2 separate regions of the Sus scrofa genome follow, and region 1 is linked to region 2. A link is a contact called in public Hi-C data. All regions are on one chromosome and are shown on one strand. Each heading gives the region's core, a stretch centred on a gene start, on an enhancer-like site or on the middle of the called end of the contact. The rest is flanking DNA. Distances are from core to core; before and after follow the strand shown. Region 1 holds the start of SULF2 (extracellular sulfatase Sulf-2). Region 2 overlaps SULF2 (extracellular sulfatase Sulf-2).

Evidence for each region. A called contact is a pair of places that touch in the nucleus more often than the background predicts.
Region 1: a contact with region 2 is called in a Hi-C map of epiblast stem cells, with 2.2 times the contacts expected there. The contact joins the promoter of SULF2 here to the enhancer-like site in region 2. A contact is called at or near these places in 4 of 47 Hi-C or Micro-C datasets (embryonic fibroblasts, epiblast stem cells, omental adipose tissue and 1 more).

What each region holds. Positions count from the first base shown.
Region 1 is chr17:49,803,113-49,808,139 of Sscrofa11.1, forward strand. SULF2 (extracellular sulfatase Sulf-2) reads right to left here and starts at 2,006. Exons shown (of 21, transcript XM_021077816.1): 1 at 1,276-2,006.
Region 2 is chr17:49,674,596-49,679,842 of Sscrofa11.1, forward strand. All of the region lies in intron 11 of SULF2 (extracellular sulfatase Sulf-2), which reads right to left. Among named protein-coding and RNA genes, the nearest start is that of SULF2, 130 kb to the right of the region's middle. Within about 2 kb of position 3,811, at least 4 of the 83 cell types and tissues checked have an H3K27ac peak or open chromatin away from gene starts, as enhancers often do. A contact at or near this core is called in epiblast stem cells, where this site is marked.

The DNA of each region.
Region 1 (5,027 bases), core at 756-3,255, 130 kb after region 2:
ACTCCTAGAAATCGCTGCAGCTTCACTGTCAGACTTCTGAAATCTTCGGGCGCCCAGGGAAGGGAGCGCCTCTCTACAAGGCGATGAGAACTGGTTCTGACCCGGCCTGGGAGGAAGTTTGTCTTTTTAATCCCGTTTGCCCTTTCGGTATCTGCTAGTTCCCAGTCTCGGAAGATCCGGTCCACCGCTTTCTCCCGTCCTGCCCGGGGAAGCCCCACGTGGTCTGGCTTCTAGCCGGTCCATTGGGTCTAAACTCAAAGGGGTCAAGAAGGCCATCCCCCTGCGGTCGGCGGGTCCCGGAGCGCTGCTCCCCACTCCCCCCCGGGGGCCTCCAGGGCTCCGCGTGGCGCTTCAGCGGGTCAGGGGCGCGGTGGGAGGCCCTTGCCCGCTCGCCCAGCCCGCCGGCGGGGTCAAACGGGTCATCCTCCCGCGGTCCGCCGGCGCCGGAGCCACCCTGCAGCCGGCCGGGTCCCACCTCTGTGCTGTGCGCTGGGGCCGGAGCCGGGCGGTCCGGACCAGCCCGGGTTCACCTGGGTGGTGCTCCTGCCCGCGTTCACCCCGGGGCCGGGGCCGGCTCCGGGAGCCCCCGGGCCGCCCACCTGATCGCGGCGCTCCACTCACCAGCACGCACCCCCCTCGGCGGCCTCACCCGGCCCGGGGGCCGCCGCCTCTGCCGCAGCCCGGCCGGGCCGCGGGGCGCAGGGGACTCCGCGCCGCCGCCGCCTGCTGCTGCTGCCGCCGCCACCGCCGCTGCTGCTGCTGCATCCCCGGCGAGTGCTGCTGCTGCTACTGCTCCTCCTCCCCTCCCTCCGCCTCCTCCCGCCTCTCCGCCGCCGCCGCCCCCGGCCCCCGCCCCGGCACGCCGCCCTCGCCAAAGTCCGGGTCCGCGCCCCGCCCGGGCGGCTCTCGCAGCGCCCCAACGCCTTGGCACCGCCGGGGTCCGGCCCCCCGCCTGCCTGCCGGCCGCCGGCCTCCGCGCGGGGGAGCCGAGCGCGCGCCGGGGCGGAGAGCGGCGGGGGCCCCGGGGACCCACGGCGGCGCCCTCCCCGCGCCCCCCGCGTGCCAGCGCTTTACCTCTGGCTGGAAGGACTGGCGGCCCGGCTGGCCCTGCTGCCCCCGGCGCCCGGTTCCGGCCCCGAAGTCCAGCCCCGGACGGGGCAGTGGCGGAGAGCGGGGGGTCCGGACGGCACTCCGCCTCCCGATGCCTCGGGACCCCGCTGGCCGCGCTCCCGGCGCCGAGCGCGCACCCTCGCCGGGACACAGACGCACACTCACCCGACACACACTCGCGCCCGCTCGCCCTCGGCGGAGAGTTGAAACAGCTGTGGGATTCGATTCGCCCAGGAGCTGGAAATGAGGGAGGGACGCGGGCCAGAGCCGTGCGTGCGTGTGTAACACACACACACGAGGAGGGCATCTCTAATAAAGCAGAAATCACAATAAAGTCAGGAGGGCCATCGATCAGGTCCACTTGGCTGGAACGAAGAGAAAGAATCCTGCCTCTTTTCCGCTTTCTTTTTCTCCTGCCTCTGAGCTGGAAGGAGCCAAGTGTTCCGCGGGGCGTGCAACAGTCCGGACGGGCGCTCCCTCGTAATGACACGTTAATAAATGTTTTCTTTTATCTGCTGTCACAAGGGCTCACCCCGGTCTGCAAACACTCGACCGCCTTCGCTGAAAGCCGGCGCTCGCCTCTAACCACACACGTTTCCCTTTGGAGACGCCGGCTCGAGGCCGGGCGGGCAGCTAGATCGCAGGGTGAACTGCCCACGCGCCCAGGAAGCTCCCTGAGACATTAACTTGAGCTCACGTGAAAAGAGCTGCCGTTGCCCAGAAATGGTCCGGGAATAGGAAAGAAAGGAGGAGACACCGGCTTCCTCGAGAGGGGAGGAATTCGACTCAAGGTGGTGCTGTCCACCGTGCTTTCCACTGTCCCCAGCGTCCCAGGAGAGGCCTGGAGGGGGACAGGGCTGACAGCGGTGGGCAATGAGCTGGCAGAGAACCAACTAGTAGCTGCAGAAAACCCCGCTCAGTTGCTAAGGGAAAACAGTTTCAGCTGCAGAGAAGGGTACTTGCAGGCAGAGTAAGGGATTTAAACCTAGTAACACTCTTACAAGCTAAGTATCATTATACCCAGGTTACAGATGTGGAGACCAAGTCACAGAGAGGTTAAATAACTGGCTCAAGGTCACCCAAAGGTAAGTGGTAGACTCAGCACTCGAACCCAAGATGCTTGGCTCCAGAGTCATGTTTTTAATTCCCAGGCCATTGTTACTTTCCTACACAGCTGCTTCTTTCTCTGCTGTGGTCTTTCATGCTCGCTGGGGTCGTCATATTGAGTAGATAAAAATGCAGAAGGTGCATGAGGATATATTTACACTAAAAAATTCTTGTTGTTTATCTGACATGCAAATTGAGTGTCCTGACCCTGTCGGGGGCTTTGGACTCTCCCCATAATCTCCCTTAGCTACTGCAGATCATTTACAGTCTAAGTAAATCAGAAAAATCTGGAACTTGCTTTTCCAAATGAGATTCTGGTGCCCACCTTTCAGGACCACTGAGGCTGCTGATCAGCTGTCCTCTGGTTTCCTGGGAACAAAACCTGAGGCTTCTTGATTCACCCGTTCTGCCTCCTCTTTGCAAAGGGACATCTCTGCTGCGGAACCTCTCGTATGGTGCTGTCCAGGGCAAGTACAAAGCTAGCTATGTATGTAATTTAAAATGTTCTAGGAGTTCCCGTCGTGGCTCAGGGGTTAATGAACCCAACTAGTATCCATGAGTTGCAGGTTCGATCCCTGGCCTCGCTCAGTGGGTTAAGCATCTGGCGTTGCCGTGAGCTATGGTGTGGGTCACAGACATGGCTTGGATCCGCCTGGCTGTGGCGTAGGCCAGCAACTGTCGCTCTGATTTGACCCCTAGCCTGGGAACCTCCATATGTCACGGGTGTGGCCCTAGAAACACAAAAGACAAAAATAAAAAATAAATAAAGTTCTAGTGGCTGCATTAAAAAAGAAACAGGTGAAACTAATTTTCATAGTGTATTTAATCCAGTATATCCCAAATATTATCACTCAACATGTAATCGATATACAAATTATTTTTTCTTACTAGGTCTTTGGAATCCAGTGTGTATTTTACACTTACAGCGCCTCTTCATTTGGACCAGCCACATGGGTAGGGGCTCCCATACGGGATAGTGCCGTTCTAGTTGGTTCTGTGGCCCACACTAGGTTATCTCCTCTGGTTCTCTCCATCTTTCAAGAAAACTGATCCTCAGAAAGGTAGAGGGTCACAAAGTTGACAAAACGGAATTTTGACGCACCCGAGGCTGTGTCTGGCTTTGGAACATGTATTTCCTGTGGCAGGAAACGAACTGGGACCTCAGAACCCCTTGGGGGTGTCTCAGGGGCCTGGGGTGGGGGAGGGAGGTGAGATCTGCCGGGGACGGGATCTGCCTTTGGCCTGCTTTGCATCTTGGGTTCTGGAGACTCTCTCAGAGGTCACGGGGAATTCTGCAAAAAAAGTTCATACATGCCCCGCCTTCTTTCAGGCCTCACGTTCAGGAACACAGCTCTCCCCTCGTCCCTCCGTGGGCTGTGCCTACTATTTTCTCCACATCCTGGTCTCATCAGGGAAACCTGGAAATGAGAGGCAGCTCACAGTCGCCTATTTGGGGCTGGAGGCGGGGCTGAGATGGTGTCATTGATTATCTCTTTGGGTATTTATTCTTTCTACTGTTGCTGTTCAAAGGCCAAACATGGTGAAGTCTGTGCCTCGCCCTTTACTCTTTGTTAGGAAGAAGGAGATGGATCTTGTGAGTGCTTGTGTGTGTGCGTACACACCCCTGTGTGTGTGCAAGCATGTGTGTGTTTACTGCAGGCAGGTGCTGTGGATCGGGCTTCGGGTCAGGACCTAACTCACCAGCTCAGACACTCACAGGGTCAGAGGGTCTGCAAAAGGCCCTCTGGCCACATTTACCCCCAAAATTCTCAGCCAACCCACGGTTCTCTGGGTCCGAGGCCTCAGCCTAAGTTTTCCAGGTTCTCTGCAGGCAGGTGGGGACCTCCAGCTCCTTTTGGGAGCCCAGTGTCTGCCTGGGAAACACGAGGGGCCTCAGGGGCCCAGTAGCCCCCCAGCCTTGGAAGTGGCTCAGCCATGACTGGGGGGTGGCACTGGGGGGGGGCGCTCAGTATAATTCTCAGGCCCTTGCACCTCCTGACTCTGCAGCCCAGCCACACTGTCTGGGACCCCCTTTCCCCTCTGTGTCCCTCCTCACTCTGATGGCATCTCTCACCGGGACGTCCTGGCTGGATCATCGGGCTTCTCAGGCTCCTCTCCCCGCTCCCGACTCCCACCCCCTTGTTGGTTTAACCTGGAGGGGACCTTTCCCTTGACACCCACCAGTCTTGCGTCCTCCTCCCGCGAGTTCCCTGGAGGCTCTCTGTGCAGAAAGCCGCTCTGGTTCTCTCTACCTGGCTAAGCCAGAGTGCTCCTATCTTTCCTGGACGCCTATGCAACAATTAAAAAAAAAAAAAAATGCATTCCTGCTGTGTGTTTCTTTATCTCTATCAAGAGGCTGAAACTCAATCTGATTGTCCAAGCACTTCTGGCTGCGTTTGGATTGGAGTAGATGGGATTTTATGAGGGTTGTGAAAGTCGAGCTTTGAACATGTCTCAAACAAATTGGCGTGTGAAGGAGAAATATGATGGCAGAGAGGGAGGCTTGGGAACGTGATGGGGTTGGGGTGGGGGGCTCTTAGAACTGGGGCACAGGTGGCTTTAATAAACCACACCAGTTTGGCCGTAACTTGCTTCTACAAAGCAGAAGAGGCTGCAGAGTTACCCCCAGGGGCTCGGGATCCAAATTCTCAGCTCCTGAGTAGGGACAGTTTTGCAAGGCTTTTCTAAGACAACTCCCAGCCTCATCCATAACGTTGTGAATTTGCGGTTAATTCTGCTGAGCTTTCACTTAGACCCAAGCTGTCTTGTCTGCAGCACTGCAATTGCATTAGAGAAAAACTGTTTACATT
Region 2 (5,247 bases), core at 2,561-5,060:
TGATAGGAGTGAAATTAGAGGTCTTCCCCCTGAGGTTAATTGGTCTAAGGTTGAATTATGCACCAGTAGGAAGAAAAGCATCTCAAAGCCTTTGTTGAACGTTTTATGCAAACTTTTCAAAGGCACAGTGCCTTTAACCCGAAAGCCTGGTGCACAGGAATTTCTTCATATCTGCTCTAATGGGAAAACTTCTCCCTGATATCAAAAAGCAAATGCAAAACGGTGTGGTGGGTTGGCCAGGCAATCGCTAAGCATACTAATAAAGCTGAAGTGCAATTCTTCAAAAATAGTTTTCGGGAATCCAGGGGGAAAAGAAAAAAAAAACTGAGTTGAAAGCAACAATTCTTGCTTTGCAATTTGAACCTTTAGAAAAGCAAAAGCATCATACTGATGGTTAATTAATCTTTGACAAAGAAGGTAAGAATATACAATGGAGAAAACAGTCTCTTTAGCAAGTGGTGTTGGGAAAGTTGGACAGCTGCATATAAATCGATGAAATTAGAACACACCCTCACACCACGCACCAAAATAAACTCAAAATAAATATGACACAACACCATAAAACTTCTAGAAGAGAGCAGAGGCAAAACATTCTCAGACATAAGTCGTACCAATGTTTTCTTAGATCAGTCTCCAAGGCAACAGAAATAAATGCAAAAATAAACAAATGGGACCTAATCAAACTCACAAGCTTTGTACAGCAAAGGAAACATAAACAAAATGAAAAGACAACCTACAGACTGGGAGAAAATATTTGGAAGTGATGCAACCGACAAGGGATTGATTTCCAAGATATACAAATAGCTCAAAGAACTCAACAACAACAAAAAACTCAATCAAAAAATGGGCAGAAGACCTAAATAGGTATTTCTCCAAAGAAGACACACAGACGTTCCTCAGGCACACAAAAAGATGCTTCACATGGCTAATTATTAGAGAAATGCAAATAAAAACTACAGAGTACCACCTCACACCAGTCAGAACAGCCATCATTAAAAAGTCTACAAATAACTAATGCCGGAGCAGGTGTAGAGAAAAGGGATCCCTCCTACACTGTTGGTAGGAATGTACCTTGGTGCAGCTACTACGGAAAATAGTATGGAGATTCCTTAAAAAACCAAAAATAGAGTTGCCGCATTATCCAGAAATCCCACTCCTGGGCACACATCCCAAAACAACTATAATTTGAGAAAATACATACACCCCAATGTTTGCAGCAGCACTGTTTACAAGAGCCAAGACATGGAAGCAACCTGAGTGTCCTCTGATAGAGGAGTGGGTAACGATGCAGTAGTATACACTATGGAATATCACTCAGCCATAAAAGAGAACGAGATAATGCCATTTTGCAGCAACAGGGATGGACCTAGAGATTATCATACTAAGTGAAGTCAGAGAAAGACAAAAGGCCTAAGAGATCACTTATGTGACATTTCTGACCTTACTTATAAAACAGACTTGTAGACATAAAAAACAAACTTACAGGAGTTCCCGTCGTGGCGCAGTGGTTGACGAATCCGACTAGGAACCATAATGTTGCGGGTTCGATCCCTGCCCTTGCTCAGTGGGTTAACGATCCGGCGTTGCCGTGAGCTGTGGTGTAGGTTGCAGACGCAGCTCAGATCCCGCATTGCTGTGGCTCTGGCGTAGGCCGGTGGCTACAGCTCCGATTGGACCCCTAGCCTGGGAACCTCCATACGCTGCGGGAGCGGCCCAAGGAATAGCAACAACAACAACAAAGACAAAAAAAAAAACCAAAAACAAAAAAACAAAAAACAAACTTACAGTTACCAAAGGGGAAAGGAGGTGGGGAGGGATGAATGAGGAGTTCGGCATTAGCAGATAAAACTACCAAGTATGGGAGTTCCGTCGTGGCTCAGTGGTTAATGAATCCAAACAGGAACCATGAGGTTGCGGGTTCGATCCCTGGCCTCGCTCACTGGGTTAAGGATCGGGCATGGCCGTGAGCTGTGGTGTAGGTCGCAGACACCGCTCGGATCCCACGTTGCTGTGGCTGTGGTGTAGGCTGGTGCTACAGCTCGGATTCGACCCCTAGCCTGGCAACCTCCATATGCTGCATGTGCAGCCCTAGGAAAGACCAAAAAAACCAAAAAAACTACCATCTATGCAGCAGATAAACAACAAGGTCCTACTGTTCAGCACAGGGAACTATATTCGATATCCTATAATAAACTATAACGGAAAAGAATATGAAAAAGAATATACATAGATAATATATTCTATATATATATAGCTAAATCACTTTGCTATACACGGGAAAGATTACTCTATAAATCAACTATATGTCAATTAAAAAAAAAAGAAAAAAGCATGACTCAGCCTAGCTCCAAGCTCACTCAGAGCTCTTCTCATTCGCCTCCAGACAACTGCAGGGATTATAAGAAATCAGGACGATGGAAGAGAAATGCGTCCTACCACGTGTAAGAGAAAGGGAGGTTCCCCTCGATCCTAAAACCCCCAGAAGGCTCAGGCTTCTCCTTCTTGAGGGACCGACCTCCCTCAAATGATGGGGTCAGCCAGTCCTCTCAGTCGCACCCCAGAGGGCACCCCAGACTTAAAGCAGAGGATCAGGAGCTGGATTCCTTGCTTCTTTTTGGTGGAGGGACGGATGGATGGATTGCCTCTTTAAGGCTGCACCTGCAGCGTAAGGAGGTTCCCAGGCAAGGGGCTGAATCACGAGCTGTAGCCGTCTGCTACGTCAGCGCCACAGCCATGCCAGATCCGAGCCACGTCTGTGACCTACACCAGGGCTCATGGCAACGCCGGATCCTTTAACCCACTGAGCAAGGCCAGGGATCGAACCTGTGTCTTCATGGATGCCAGTCAGATTTGTTTCCCCTGAGCCATGACGGGAACTCCAGGGGCTGGATTTCTTAATTGACACTGGCGTGACTTTTTCCACCTTCTGCTCAGAGGATTTCTCTCACCTGTCACTTCTGACTCTGTCCCAGCAGCCAGAGCCTCTGCCCAGCCTGTGACAACCCACACCCCAGCCCACCATAATATCTCTTAGGGCCTCCTAACACCCCTCATATCTAATTCCCAATTACTTACCAACAAACCTTTTTATTTATTTATTTACTTTTTGGTCTTTTTTTGGTCTCTTTAGGGCTGCACCCGCGGCATATGAAGGTTCCCGGGTTAGGGGCCTAATGGAGCTTCAGTTGCCGGCCTACGCCACAGCCACAGCATGGTGAGATCTGAGCCGTGTCTGCCACCTACGCCACAGCTCACAGCAACGCTGGATCCTGAACCCACTGAGCGAGGCCAGGGATCGAACCCGCAACCTCATGGAGGCTAGTCAGGATCCTTAACGGCTAAGCCACAAAGGGAACTCCAACAAACCTTCTTGGTAGAGCTCTGTCATGAATGCCACTAGAAAATGCAACGAGAAGGGTGATTTTTATTTCCCTACCCTCAGGCCAAGCCCACATCACCTACGCTCCTTATTAGAAACTCATCCTGATTTAAATTCCTCTGAAGAGGATGAGCCTTTAAAAGATGCCCCAATTAGTCTCAGGGCCTGAAGCTGGATGGTTACTAAGTGCTGGCCTGTCTGCATCAACTGGAAGAAAAACAAAGGGCTCCCATCTGCAGCCAAATACTTTCCAGAGACGCAGGGCGAGGAATTAACCCTATGATGACGCCCTCCCAGAGCTGGGGGACTTCACACTCCCTTCTTACCGCTAATGAAAGAAGGTTAATTTGGTTCAGACAGGAACCAAATCTATCCACCTGCACGAGTCCCAAGCGCCATAAACTTGTAATTCCCGGGCACCCTGTGGCTGTTATCCCCACCTCCCGCTGCTGAAGCCTGATTTAAGGTCAGGGACCTGTGGGCAGCTTCCTTTCACCCGAATCCGACTGGCCCTTCTCTTCGCATTTGCCTTTAAAAGGAGCTGTTAACAAGGACGTGTGTTGCCACAGGGAAAAAAACTGCCTCTAACCTTTCTGTCTCTTCTGGCTGGTCTAAGAATTAACTTGATGCAAAACAGATAAACAGGAGGAAACCAAATAAAAGTTGACTACCACGTATCCATGGGAGAGACCCAGAAAAAACTGGAAGCTGTCACCTGAAATATGCCTCAGCCCAAGACAAAAAAGGATTAGAGGGTGGGGCAAGCCAGTCCTGGGGGGTGACCAGGAAAAGCACCGGAAACAAGGGTGAGTGCCCCGATGCAGGTGTAAGGCCTGGCGCCCTCCCGGAGAAGTTTCTGGAGATTGGGTCCAGCTCCTCTTCCAGGGACAGAGGGGGAGATGCTTCTGAGTAGAGATTTTCCTCATAAAGGTAAACATTTGCTTTTCAGAGTTTTCCCCACTGTCCCTGTTTCCTTGAAAATGACCAGCTCAGAGTTCCCATTGTGGTGCAGCGGAAACGAATCCAACCAGGAACCATGAGGTTGCGGGTTCGATCCTGGCCTTGCTCAGGGGGTTAAGGATCCAGCGTGCCGTGAGCTGTGGTATAGGTTGCAGAGACGGCTCAGATCTGGCCTTGCTGTGGCTCTGGCGTGGGCTGGCAGCAACAGATTGGATTAGACCCCTAAGCTGGGAAGCTCCATAGGCTGTGGGTGTGGCCTATAAGGACAAAAGACAAACAAACAAAGAGTTCAAAGTACTTAACATGCCACTGAGGCGTATGCATTCTGTCCACACCTCCGGCTCTGGGCTTACCTGATGGTGATAAACCTTTTTGTCTACACTGCCTTAAAAATGACGGGGCTGCTCAGGCATCCTAGGACAGGCTTTTGCCTCTCAGTTATGTCCTGGAGCGTATTCCTCATGCCGATCGGAGTCCTTGGTCCCAGGTATGCCCCTCCCCACCTTGCTATGTGTGTGGCCACACGATTGACAAAGCTGGGGCTCTAACCTTCCCCGCCATTCATCTATGTTTTCCTTGCTGTGTCTGCTCTCTTACAAGTTCACAGGCCTCCGCACTTCTCTACCCAGAGAGAGACCACCTATGAGCCGACTTAACCTACCCATCACCTCTCCTGGCTCACACTCCAAATCCAGCCCCTTCACTCCCCTCCCTGCGGGTGGAGAGCCCCACTCCATTCCACACCATTGCCTGGCAACTGCCAAAACGGTCTCAAAGCCGCAAGATACTCTCTCAGATGTCCTCTTAAGACAACCCAGGCTGACTTCTCTTTTGCGATGGCTCCCATCAGGGAATTTCCAGGGAAACCTAACACCTGGTTATGCCATGGCGCCCCCTGGTGGACACTT